2 separate regions of the Mus musculus genome follow, and region 1 is linked to region 2. Evidence: chromatin contacts called from public Hi-C data. All regions are on one chromosome and are shown on one strand. The core of a region is the stretch at or near the end of the contact, and the rest is flanking DNA. Distances in the headings are between cores, read along the strand shown.

Region 1 (3,830 bases), core at 727-3,226, 380 kb before region 2:
TTCTATAAACATAAACCTGGTTCAGTGCTCGCATGTAGCGCTGGACAAAGGGATGTGAGACAAAGGGATCCTAAGGGCTCTGTGGCCAGGAAATTGAGCTAAAATTTCGAGCTCCTGGCTCACGGAGAGATCCTGTCTCAAAAGTTAAGTGGTGAAGCAACTGACAAGAACTTGACTTTGTTGGCACACACACACACACACACACACACACACACACACACACCACAGACACGCCTGCATACCCTCCCACAATAAATAAACAAACAAATAAATGCTGTGGAACATCCTATTCCATAAATTGGCCTGGAACTACAGGAAGACCATGAATAACCCAGCTACAGAGCTACAAAAGAATTTTATTACCTGCTTGTGTAAATAGCTGTGTGTATAAATGCTTCCTCTTTCAGTACTGTTCCCTTCATGGTTACATGCATGTATATGGAGTCCCTGGCTCTGTACATAGTGATAATATCCCAGGACCACTGCAGTATACCAGGCCAACAACTTGATTCTTTTTTTTCAAATTGGGACCTGCTTTTTTAAATTGGTAAAGTTACAAAAACAGCTACTTTGCAGAAAATAGTTTATTAACTGAAAACTGGTTGTCAGATCCAAATATAGAAAAGACAGTGTGACTGAACAGGCGCTCACTGGAGACACCATCAACACCCATTAGCTGAATTTATTGGGTTGCTTATTTCCATAAAGTTTAGGCTGTACCAACAAATGTATACATAAATAAAAACAACAACAGAAAAATCTCACTACATTAGAGGCAAATGTTATATACATGATGGAACCGACCACTGGGACACAAAACTAGAGTTTTATTTAAAGCACAAGTACACAGACAGTAATGAAGGCAGAACAGTGAGCTGAGAAAAATGAAACATCTTAGTGTGAAAGGTCAGTGAGCAGCAAAACAAAAATGAAAGTGATACCATATATACTCTTGGTCACAAAAGTTCTGTATTACAAACACTGACAGGCAGAGGATCACCTGACTAGAGAGCATCATACATCTGACATGTTAACACATGGTTCTCTCACCTGGACTCACCTTTCTCTGCTTCCCATCACAAGTTATAACTGTAGCAGCTTAAAGACATTTTAAAATATGACACGAGTGACAGAGACACATGTTTTTCCCACATAAATCATATAGAAGCCAGGGGCTAAAAGACACACAGGAAGATGCCAATCGACCAACTTGGGCAAGTCACACCCCCCCGCCCCCCCCCCCCCCCCAAAGCACGGCACAGCCCTCTGTGGTTTCAATGACATCCCTTAAGCATTAATTATGATTACGGTATTTCCAAACAGACGCCTGGTCTTAACCATAAAACAACAATGATAAGTCTGTCTTTTTATTCCCTAAGTACTTAGGGATGGAAGAAAAGGAGCTGCAAACACATCTCTACAACTTAGAAGCAGAACAGAGGACCTCCCTGGAGCAGAATACAGCCTCCATCCCACTAAGGCATGAGATTCTTCCTTGCAGTCGACACTTGCATCACATACTGATTCTGGTAAATTTAAGTAGGGCCATCCATTCAGTCTCCTCGCCAGACCTATGGGATTTTAGTTACATGTTTACATTACTGCATAGGAGAGGGAAATGATCCCTTAGTACAAGGTTGATCTGGCAACTCTGTGTCCAACTTTTGCAACAAGTATGTTTACAGTCATGGGGGAAATAGAAACAATAAATTAAAAACCTACCAAGTATACATACGGTTTGTTCAAAAAACTACAGTAGGACATAAAGGTCTTAGGATAGGGAGATATTCAAAACAGAAGATCCGAGGGTGGAAAAACAGCTGGAAGCAGGATTCAAACACATGCCCACTGTGAACCCAGAGACTTCATCACTGAAGCCATGCAGTTGTTGGTGTCTGAAATCTCCCAATACCAGAATCAAGAAACGCTGCGGTTCGGCTCTGGGGCTGGGTGAGCACAGCAGAGTTGTGCTGCACCACACGGACCTCAGTTCCTTTTTATTGCTTCCTCCCCCCCCCACCGCCCCCCGTAGGGGCGGACATTCAAAGCATATTCTGGTAGGCATGAGCAGGTAAATCACGCTGTGACCCTTTAATACAGTTCCTCATATAATGGTGACCCCCCACCATAGAATTATTTTTATTGCTACTTCCTAACTGTAATTCTGCTACTGTTATGAACTGTTAATATAAATATCTGGTATGCAGGATATCTGATATGTGAACCACGTGAAAGGGTCATTCAACACCCCCAAAAGGGTCACAATCCATAGGTTGAGAACTGCTGCTCTAAGCAAAGACATGGCAGGGGCCTTGACGAATTAGTTTTAATTATCTTAGAATTAAATCAGTAATTCTAGCACCAATGTGTCCAAACACAGCACTGGTTGTCACTATGCCCCTGACAGCCACACAAAAAGCTTCTGTGTAGCTAAGGAGATTATTCCTTCATGAAAGGAATCCTGTAATTATTACCTATTGAACTGATGGGGGGGGGGCTGCAGTAAGGGAGGGATTTTCGCATGTTGGTGTAAAAGGCTCTTTCAGAAGCAGCCTTCTTTGCTTAATATTTTATGACAGTCTAAGTAAGAGTGTGATGGTATTTGCCCCGTGTTGACTATAGAGTGAGTGCAGTAGATGGAGTTAGTCTGTTGGAGCAGCTTTCTTCCTGTCTTTGGAGTGTGTGTGGTGCCACCAAGTAGAGAAGGAAACACCAGGGACTGAATGGACAGACAGGTAAAAAGACCTGATGGATATAAGGCCGTGAACCACCTCAGCCCTAAGCAAATGCTTGACACAAAAGCTGACATTAGGTATACATTAAATTTAAATGTCTTATTCAGATTCAATTTTTATTATCTTTGATTATGTGTAAGTATGTGCAGAGGTTTTGGCCTGTAGCTAGAATTACAGACACCTGATATGTGGGACTATCATATATATATATATATATATATATATGATAGCTGGGACTCAAACTCAGGTCCTCCAGAGGAGCCATACATGTTCTTAACCACTGAGCCATCTCTCCAGCCCCTAAGTTACTAGTTACTCTTATAGATGCAATTCTATGTGAGCCATGCTGACACCTAAGACAATGTGTGCACCTCGAAGGCTTCTGCTGCTACACCATTCAAACTAAAAATACCTGACCGGGGAGGCCCTGCTGCCCCACTGTCTTCTACTGGACTTTGCCATAAAAATGCTCAAGTTTAAAAGAAGAAGATTCTCAGTGGCAAACAGAATTGCTGTTCTCTTTTCTGCAGGTGTGTGGCAGGAAGGCTCTCTCTGGAACGGAACAACACATGCGGAACAGCAGCTTGGCACTGCACGGTGACTACATTTCCTTCCGAAGAAGCCGCTAAGTGCTGGCTCAAAATACTAGACGAAGCACTACTTTCTCAGGTCACACGTAACACACATGTGGGTGGCACAGCCTAACTACAGTAAGTGACAGTATCGATGGGTAACGATCCCACAACAACGTTACAGACTCCGCAAACAGCACCTAGAACAACATGCAAAGCCGTGGAACCACTCCGTTATCACACAATGCATAGAATTGTAATGGTTTTTGGCAAGGGTTTTTTTTGTTTGTTTGTTTTTTGGGTTTTTTTTTTTTTTTTTTTGGTAACAAATGCTTTATAAAGCAAAGTTTTAAAAATTATAATGCTATTTTAAAAGTTGTAACATGGATTAAAGGTATAAAAGTTCAGTTAGATAAAGGTTATCTGTCTGGATTAATACTAAATATGGACACCCAGTATAAATAATTAATTATAAATCAATAGCAAAGTATTCTAAGGTATGTGATTTATAAAATGTTGTAAC
Region 2 (3,753 bases), core at 126-2,625:
CTGAGAAGTTGAGTCCTTGTAAACCAGGATTTTAAGTCAGGAGTATATTTATGAATGTGAAAGTAACCATGTGGTCTCTTTTATCTACTAATAGCATCTCAAGTAATGATCATGCATTCTGGGAATAACTTTTTCTTGGTCATGATGGTTTTTTTTGTGAATTACTACTCACCTCTGTTTTCTGATATATACATACAATTTTACATAAAAACAAACCTGGGTGTGGTGACACACACCTCTAATCCCAGCACTTAGAAGGCAGAAGCAGGTGGATCTCTATGAGTTTAAGTCTAGCCTGGTCTATGAATTGAGATCCTATCTCAAAAATATCAAAATAAATAAATTAAATTAAAATTTTGTATGTCCGAGTGTTTGCCTGAATGTATGTATTGTACCATGCATGTTCCTGGTGTGCACGGACATTAGGAGAGGGTGTTGGATTCCCTAGGACAGAAGTTAGAGATGCGTCTGAGGCACCGTGTGTGGATGTTGGGAATCAAACCTAGGAACTCTGCAGGACCACCAACTGCTCTTAACTCCCGAGCCATCTCTCCAGGCCCTATTTGCTGTATTTTTTTCCTTTCTTCTGTGTGAATTTGGCATAGACAGTTTGGTGTTTGGCTTGCCATCCTCTGTACAGCTTAGGTGTTGTGAATCAACACCGAGAGAGTTGGAAAACTTTCTACTTTTTTTGTGATCTCAAACTGGTGGGATCGTACTGTTGAGACTGGCATTATTGACCAGGGATGTAGCTTGGTAGCAGGATGAGTACTAGCACATGTGCGTCTCAGATTGAACCCTAGTACCACAAAAACACAGCAAGCAAGAACATTAGTCATAGCATTAAATATCACTTGCAGTTTGAAGTGTCCAGAGACCTCGGTCTCTTGGGCCATTAATCTCCACCACCGTCTTCCGCTTCCCTGGGAATGGGGTTGTGTCCCTCAGACCCGAGCTTCTTCCATGCCTTGCAGCATCTGAAGTGAGGGTCTGACTTGTGAAGCGGGTTTTTCCTCTCATTGTAAACATGCTTAACCCACACCGACTCAGCTTCATTCACAGGAACCAGTCAGGCCAGGGTTTGCTCCACATAGCCCTGCTTCCCGTGGGCCTTTCTTTGGGGTGTCTTTTAAACTGTATTCACTGCAGTGCTCCACTGAAACCGCTTAGCCTTCCAGTGGTGATATTTCCTGTCTAGGGACAGCCATCACTGAAGTCACCTCTGGTATCAGGATTTGCAGGAAGTAAAGTGCTCAGGTAGCTGTGCCTCAGGGACAAATCCTACGTGGCTGTGCCTTTGGATCGAGGACCCTGAAACTGAGCAGATTTTGAGACCATGGTGTGGAAATGCAAGTCAGGGGAAGCCACAGAAGTCACAGAAGGCCGGGTTGCATGCAATGGCAGTTTTCAGTTCCTCAGAGTGACTCTTCCCTCACTTCAGAATTTCAAACCGAGACTTATTTTGTCCAAATGGTCTTCAAAGCCCAGGGCAATGACTTCTAACTTAAACCTAGTAAACCAAGGGGGTCGTTGGTGTCTAACCTAAACATTTGAAGACGGTTCTGGCCGGGCATCTCTGGTTCCTAAATCCCCATCAGGACTCATTTACTTGAGCAGGAACACGGTGTTTCTTGAAAACTGCTGCCTCTGACTTCTGAATCAAAATACTGCTGAATTCACCCTATGTAAATGCTCTTCCTAGGAAATACTTCAATGCAAAGTTAGTGGTTTTGTGTTTTGTTTTGTTTTCTCCATACAGTGTAAATTCAGTTCTTTCTTTCCTCTCTGCAGCAAAACAGACCATCGCTAATATTTCGGTATATAATGATACCTGCCTGAGATGGAGCAGCCTCAAGACAGCTGATGTACTAGAGATGTATTTAGTAAGTTTCTAAAATTCACCTTACTTGCAGATATGTGCACTGTGTGGAAGGTTTAAAACATCCAGGGGCTGGAGAGATGGTTCAGCTGTTAAGAGATGGCTCAGCTGCTCCATCAGAGGACCCAGGTTCAATGCCCAGCACCTTCCTGGCAGCTCCCCACCATCTGTAACTCCATTTCCAGGAGATTCAGTGCCCTTTTCTGATCTCTGTGGGCAGCAGCCATGTACACGTCCACATACACACATGCAGTCAAAACACTTGTATACAAAATAAAATAAATCTAAAAAACATTTTTTTAAAAAAAAATTAGACTAAAAACTATGTTTGTAGCTGCCGTTGGCAGAGATGTATCATGATGACTGGCTAAGAAGCTCAGGGGCAGCCACTTCGGCTGCTTGCCAGAGGACAGACTACTCAGGAGTGGTAAGAAAGTGTGGAATTTTCTAGAGTTGTGTATCTTGGTGCAGAGTCAGTACGCAGGCAGAGTCTCTGGTAGGAGTGCAGTGACCTTTGGTCACACCGGTATCTCTGCAGAGACCAGGCTTTGTGTGTGTGTGTTGCCTGGACAGTCACAGAGAATCTGTGAAGATCGATGACCACTGAAGGAAGGGAGATCATGGGGAAAGAGGGGGCTTCTCTTCAGTTATTGGATGTTACAAAAAAGGAGTACCCTAGTCAGTGGTGCCTGGTTCAGATTCCAAATTTTCTCTCTAGGAGAACATTCCTTGCTCCTGTCGTTTTGCTAGTTGGCTTCCATGCTATAAATGCATGAGATAATAAAAGACCAAGCAGCTATGTAGGGCCCCTGAGTGTTGCTCTTCTATCTTATTTTCTTTCTTTTTAAAAAAAAATTTTATTTTGCACATATATACTTCTGTTTTTTTTTTTAAATTTATTAATTATTATGATAAGTACACTATAGCTGTCTTCAGATGCACCAGAAGGGGGTGTCAAATCTCATTACAGGTGGTTGTGAGCCACCATGTGGTTGCTGGGATTTGAACTCAGGACCTTCAGAAGAGCAGTCAGTGTTCTTACCCTCTGAGCCATCTTGCCATCTATTTGAGATGGTTTCACTATGCATTCTAGGTTGGCCTTGGGCTTTCTATGTGGCCAGCCTGGCGTAAACCACTCAGGCCTAGAGGGGACAGCTCAGAGCTTCAGAGAGTCTGCTGTTCTTGCTGAGGACCGAGTTTGGTTCCCAGTTCCCTCACCTCCACCCAGCCCCTCACACTGGCCTGGAATCCTCTCTCCAGGGGATTCAATGTCCCCTTTTGGTCTCTATAGACATCTGCACACAGGTGCGCATACTCACTCTCTACACACATAAATAAAATATAAAAATTAAAAAAAAAATCAAGATGCCCAGGGGCTGAGATTATAGTTATGTAATCATCTATTTGTGTGTGTTTTATTATAAATATATGTATTATCCTCATGGTATTGTAATCATCATATGTAAAAACATGTATAATGTTGAAAATTTACTATTAGCTTATTGTTGCATTTACTTCTTGGAAAAAAAAAACTTTATAGGGGAGAGGGGGAAAGGAAGAGAACCCTGGAAAAAGCATAGGTCTCAAGGCATTCAGAATGTCTCACCCCGTGAACTTTTCATCTTTCAGTTCCACATTTGGGGCCAGAGATGGTATCAGAAGGCATTTGTCCAGGAAATGGTCTTCAATACAACCAGCAGCAGCCAGGACCCTGAGATATGCCTGGACCTGCATCAAGGCACCAGCTACAACGTTAGCCTTCAGGCTCTGTCTTCGGCACTTCCCGTGGTCATCTACCTGACAACCCAGATCACAGGTAAATCTTGAATAACAGCATTTGAGGTAGTAACATTGTTGATAAGGCCCAGATAGGG

The links. Hi-C and Micro-C count contacts between places; a contact is called where the count stands out from the background.
Region 1: a Hi-C map of B cells shows a contact between it and region 2, with 1.9 times the contacts expected there. The contact joins two enhancer-like sites. A contact is called at or near these places in 2 of 15 datasets of contacts at CTCF or cohesin (embryonic stem cells and large pre-B cells), 9 of 484 Hi-C or Micro-C datasets (B cells, the G1E-ER4 cell line and embryonic stem cells) and 1 of 9 other capture datasets (embryonic stem cells).

Annotation. Positions count from the first base shown.
Region 1 is chr4:59,726,192-59,730,021 of GRCm38.p6, reverse strand. The region is part of intron 2 of E130308A19Rik (RIKEN cDNA E130308A19 gene); the gene reads right to left. Among named protein-coding and RNA genes, the nearest start is that of Inip, 56 kb to the left of the region's middle. Within about 2 kb of position 1,976, at least 20 of the 459 cell types and tissues checked have an H3K27ac peak or open chromatin away from gene starts, as enhancers often do. A contact at or near this core is called in B cells, where this site is marked.
Region 2 is chr4:59,349,768-59,353,520 of GRCm38.p6, reverse strand. It overlaps Susd1 (sushi domain containing 1), which reads left to right. Exons shown (of 17, transcript NM_001163288.2): 11 at 1,792-1,883; 12 at 3,509-3,695. Among named protein-coding and RNA genes, the nearest start is that of Gm35578, 70 kb to the right of the region's middle. Within about 2 kb of position 1,375, at least 22 of the 459 cell types and tissues checked have an H3K27ac peak or open chromatin away from gene starts, as enhancers often do. A contact at or near this core is called in B cells, where this site is marked.